Linked DNA regions of Macaca fascicularis: region 2 is linked to region 1. The links are chromatin contacts, called in public Hi-C maps. All regions are on one chromosome and are shown on one strand. The core of a region is the stretch at or near the end of the contact, and the rest is flanking DNA. Distances in the headings are between cores, read along the strand shown. Region 1 overlaps IRF2 (interferon regulatory factor 2). Region 2 holds the start of IRF2 (interferon regulatory factor 2).

Region 1 (2,730 bases), core at 150-2,649:
ATTTAGAGATCACTTAACCTGAGCCATTCACTGTACAGACAAGGCCTAAAGAGTAACTGCAATAGCTTCTCTTCCTGATGGTAACCCTTAACTGCCTTTCCTCCCATTTAGTTCCAACTCTGAATTTAATAACCCCATACCCAAAAGTATGGTAAATTTTAGGTGACGTATATTTCAAAACACGAGAAAATCCAAAAGTGAAGCTCATGTTCTAAAGGAAGCGAACATTCTAAAAGAGGGGAGCACTACGGGTCAATGCCATGCCACAGGCTTTGCATGCAGGTCTCACAGGGGTCCTACGTCAGGAAGCAGCTGCTCTTATCCCCCGTTATGCAGAAGAGCTCTTATGCTCCAGTGCCTTCCAGCTTTCCACCTGGTCCCTGCTGAGGGGCTGGCTTCTGTCTCACATCTTCCTGGTGGCAGCGCTGGGATGAGATGGCTCCAGCCCAGATAGAGCCCTTTCTTCCACCGAGAGCATTAGCCCCAGACCAGGCTGTCTATCAATTAAAGGCAAAAGAACAAATGGACAAACTGTGCCACAGGTGCATTCCTTAAACAAGGAAAGTAAGAACGTGGACTCCACTGGTCCCAGCCTGGAGTCTCTGGGCCTGTTTGTCAGCCACTGTTCTCCAGTGACTTCACACAAGCCTGAGTGATCGCGGGGGGCTGGCCATGAGCATGCAGAAGGCAGATCTCTCCACTCCTCGGACTGGGCATGTTTCCCCAAAACATCCCATGCTGGGAGCCACAGAGGCCCAGAGAAGCCCTCAGCCTCAGCTGACGAAGATCCCAGCTATGAAGATGAGCTGACAGTGCTAAGCACAAGAACTGTTTCCACGCAGAAACACATGAAAAACAACAGAAAACAGAATTCCCCTCCTCACAGAACTCTCGTGTTGGCTCAGTATCCCGAGGAGGCAGGAATCGGAACAGCCACTCCCAAGAAGAAAAATGAGGAACAGAGATGTTGAGAAACTTGCCAGAGTTGCCAACTGAGACAGCACAGAGGAGAGAAAACAAAACCGGACTTCTGACTCCGGGGCCTGCACACTGCACACAGCAGCCCTGCTTCCCTGCTCTTCTGGCCTCTGACGAAATTTCAAGATCCGCTTTCCATTTTATGCTGAGCTTTCTTTGTGCTCCAAAGCCAAGGTTTCTCTTCCTTTCATATGGGTTCAGAGGCTCTTCACTCCTAATGACTTTCCATAAATATCACGGTCTTCTTTCCTTTCCCCTCCAAATACAAACAAAGAAACGCCACCAAGCATGCTTTGGGGGCTGGGATTCCAGCACAGCCCAAGTCGCAGGTGCAGGAAGGGCTGGAAGTCAGATCCTGGGGTAAGGCTCCTGGGCGAGACCTTGCACAGCCCATGAATGTGACTGGGATGCTAACTTCCTTTAAGTACCCAGTTTTCAGCTTCAGGGAAATAGCTGCAGATAAGAAAAGATACACACGCTCTGAACTTCTGTTTTCAGCTGACACAAATGCGAGTTAAAGAGTGTCATGTCTAGATTAAGGTCCACAGCATCTGAAGTCGTCAGGAAGATGCGCCATATTAGGACACCGACAGTTTTAAAAAGGGGCCTTGAGTACCTTAGGAGCAGAGAACCCTGAACCTCCCGCTGAGGGCAGCAGTTCTCTCTGCGACCCCAGAATCAGTGACTCAAAGTGCTTTGGTGGATGCACCGCGCCCCATGTCCTCTGTTTCCTTGGTTTGACTCCACCACTCCCACTTCCACGCTGACTTCTTACACAAGGCAGCTGACTGCAGCTGTGCCTCCAGATCAGTGCTACTATGGAACTATCAACCTAAGTTGTTATTTCATTTTCCCTTTTGATTAGTTTGAATTTCCTTTTGCTTTTTGTTTATTACTTACTTCAAATATAATGGAATAAAGAAGTCTGGAGTTGCCTCTCTAGCAACTCCAAACAAGCTGAATAAGCTGAAGGTGTTTACACGGCACCAACAGGCACATGAGTAATTCACTTAACCTTTCTGGTCTCAGTTTTCCTGAAAGCATCTGGGCTGGGAGGGAAGGGGAGTATTTGGATTAGATGATCTCCAAAGCTCTTCCAGTTCTAGGGTGACGCTGGTTGTAGTTAACTCTCTATTCCAGACCAGTTTTTAATGCCTCCCTGAGAACACACATATTGTCTAACCATCTCAGGAATACTGCTGGAAGGGAGATGATACATTTTTACCTGAAAGCCTTTTTGCCCTCTGACATTCTGCTACATTTTCTGGAAGGCTCTTGTTCAACAAGTTTGATTTGAATGTCTTTCTATTGATCATATTCTCAATTACTTTTACCAGGAGTAAATTATTTTCAAATCGGAGTACTCTTAATCTCAAAGCTATTGTGTCTTTGCTCCGCCCAACAAAATGCAAGCCTGGTGTTGTTTCCCGAAGGATTCAAAGCCTTTACTGATGGCTGCCGGTCAGTAGAAGATCTCCACTCTCTCATTATAGCCAGTGAGTCCTTCAGATGATGCTTTCTTCTCGAGTCTACTCTCCAGCCCCTCTTACCCATCCTCCCCCATTATTCTACTGTGGTTTTCTTTTATTAAACCATCAACCACCTAATACAATTCTGATGCCACAGATCAGGCAAGCGGTCCCTTTGTGATGGATCTTTAAACATGACATGTCTCTCCGCCAGAGCTTCCCAAAGTGGCACTTTGAAATGTCCCTCCCTAGTACGAAAGGTTTACGAATCACACTAGAAGTG
Region 2 (2,730 bases), core at 133-2,632, 80 kb after region 1:
ACCCGGCGCCCGGAGCCGGGTCGGAGGGCACGGGGCGGGCACTCGCGTCCCCACCCCGCCGCGGCCCGCGCCCCGGGACCCCGAGGGGACGCTGGCCCCCACGGCGCCGCTCGGTCCCCGGAGGCTCCCCGCCCCCACCTCGCCCGCTCCGTAGCCGAGGCGGGTCAGGCCCAGCGCGCGAGGCCGGCCGGGGGCGCCTGCGGGGACCCGGGGGCGCACGGCGCTAGGCCGCGGCCCGGGCGGCTGACCCCTCGGCGCGGTGCCCTCCCGGGACGCGCCGCCCGAGCCCCTCGCGCGCCGGGACAAGTGCAATGACAAAGCCCCAGGGCCCGACCGGGCGCTGGCCGGCGGGAAGGAGGACGCGGCGTCCCTTCCGAGCGGCGGCGGCGGCGGCCCAGCCCCCAGGAAGCAGGGCGCGTCGGCCAGGCCCGGCGCCCGGCCCGGCTCGGAGCCCGCCGTCCCGCCCGGGCCGCTGGCACCCGACGCCTGCGACCCGACTCCGAGCCCGGCAGGCAGGCGAGCCCCGGGACCGCCGCGGGGCGCCCCAGCAAGTTTCCTCTGGCCGTGGCTGGAGGCGCTCCTCCCGGCCGGGGCGCGGGCGCGGGCAGCCGGGCGGGCGGCGGTGCCTGCTTATTTACGCTGGAGGCAGCCTGGAGAGACGCCGCCGCGGGCACCGAGAAGGACCCGCTCCCCTCCTTCGGATCCGCTGACGGCGGTGGCTGCACACACACACGCGCACACACAAACACGCACATACACACAATTTTGTTTTAAATGAGGCCCGACTCCAGCGGACCTGCACCCCCACACACAACACCTGGGGCGCAGAAGCACACACAGCAGGTCTGTGTCCATGGAGCCACCTCTCCGCATCTGCAAATCCAAAAGTGAAATTAAACCTCCACCAACCTCCTCCTCCTCCTCCTCCTCCTCCCTCTCTACCTCCTCCTCCTCCTCGCAGCCTCAGCAGCCCCAGTAGCAGCAGCAACAGCAGCAGAACCTGCTTCCCCTAAAATCAGGCGATCCATAATTGCGCCGACTGTTCCTCCAAAAATCGGTATTAATATTTATGAACCCCGGCATTTTCCGTCTGCAAAACATCGTGTCAAGGCATCAGGACACGCATACACACACGGCCCCCCACAGTCCCCAGAAACATGCCCTCGAGAGAAACACACGCACAGTCACAACTATTATTTGAAAAATGTTACCTCTCAGTGTGCTTTTTTCACGCTACCAATACAATTCCGCAAGGTATAAGTGTTGCTAGGGTGTGTGAAATGGAAATGAAAGCCCGTCAGTTGAATAATCGCAGGAGCAAAACTAAAAGTTACTCCCCGGCTTGCCTGAGAACAGTCCAGATCGAAAGCAAAACAAGGAGAGGAAACTGCGAAGAGCCGCGGCTGGAAATCCCCCCACCCCCCGCCCTCCTCCGGCCGCGCTCCCTCCCTCGCCTCCCCTCTCCGCCCTCCTCCCTCCGCCCTTCCTCCCCAGTGTTTGTTTCAAGCTTGTGCAACCAGGAGGTGGAGGCGGAGGGAGGGCGCGAGCGGCCCGGCCGGGAGGTGCGGAAGTTCGCCGCCGCAGCTCATTGGCGGGCAGCGCCGCTTTCATCATTTCTCGGAAAAGTCAATTTCATTTTCGCTTCCCCAGGTCGCGGCGGCGGGAGCAACAAGCAGCGGCTCGTGAGTCGGTGGCTCGCACCCAGGGGCGCCCGCACGCGCCGCTAGAGCGCCCGAGTCGCGGTCCGGGGTGGGGGGCGCAGGCCCGCGGCGGTAGGGGAGGAGGGCGGGCACCCGACTGCCCATCCTCAGGGTGGCCTGAAGGTTCCAAGAGGGCGTCCGGCGAAAGCACGGGGCTCCGACCATCCGGTTAGCAAGGCTGGTGTGACAGCTTAGAGCGAATGAAAATTCGTTTTGTGACGCTGACCACTTGCAAGGAATGAAAGGAGCAGTCAACCGAAAGGACAGCATTGCTTGCGTCCTTACCTAATTGGAACCTTATCCGTGGTTGAGGGTGCCACCATTGGAGGGGCCGCCCCGCCCTCTGACACCACCTGGCACTCCGCTCCACTTGGTAGCTAGAACGAAAAGGAGGCCCATCCCCCAGTAAGTCACAGCTCACGCCAAGATGAGTTATGGAGCCTGTGCGACCGAAGTTTCTTCATTGCAGGGCGAGGTGGACAAGGGTGTGAGTTACTTTGACTTCAAGACGTCTTGGTGGCGGCTGGTTCTGAGAGAGGCTTTATACTGGAGCACTTCCAGCAAAATTCGGCTTGGGCCTCCTTAACTCAACGGCTGGGCACCCTTGGCCTCGGTTTTCAACCAAAGCCTAAGGCCTCAGTTTTCAAGGCTGTAAATGGAAATAAATGAGAGAAGGTACAGCCCGCGTGACAGGTGCAGCAAGCAATGCAGCTTCCTTGGGACCTACCCTTTGTGGTTCCTTGCTTTAAAAAAAGTATACATTCACATTTAGTTAGACCTGTTTCTTCCTCGCATGCAGTTTCATCAGTCTTTTCCCAGACTTCTGTATTCAACAGAGAAAGTTCCTTCCTGGGAGACCATAGCTGTTTGTATGTAACCAGTTGCCTAAAAAAAAAAAAAAAAAAAATGAGAAAAAAACTCCAACACCTCTCTGTCACAAAAGTATTGAATTATATAGACTGGAAAAATGGAAGTATCCAACACCTGTGTGGTAAGGAAATAGCTAAGGGTTCAGGATTCTGTTTTGTGA

The links. Hi-C and Micro-C count contacts between places; a contact is called where the count stands out from the background.
Region 2: a Hi-C map of liver shows a contact between it and region 1, with 1.8 times the contacts expected there. The contact joins the promoter of IRF2 here to the enhancer-like site in region 1. A contact is called at or near these places in 2 of 2 Hi-C or Micro-C datasets (liver and skeletal muscle).

The regions. Positions count from the first base shown.
Region 1 is chr5:189,180,107-189,182,836 of T2T-MFA8v1.1, forward strand. IRF2 (interferon regulatory factor 2) reads right to left here. Exons shown (of 10, transcript XR_012435265.1): 8 at 290-1,431. Among named protein-coding and RNA genes, the nearest start is that of IRF2, 80 kb to the right of the region's middle. Within about 2 kb of position 1,400, at least 2 of the 6 cell types and tissues checked have an H3K27ac peak or open chromatin away from gene starts, as enhancers often do. A contact at or near this core is called in liver, where this site is marked.
Region 2 is chr5:189,260,322-189,263,051 of T2T-MFA8v1.1, forward strand. It overlaps IRF2 (interferon regulatory factor 2), which reads right to left and starts at 1,383. Exons shown (of 10, transcript XR_012435265.1): 1 at 1,212-1,383.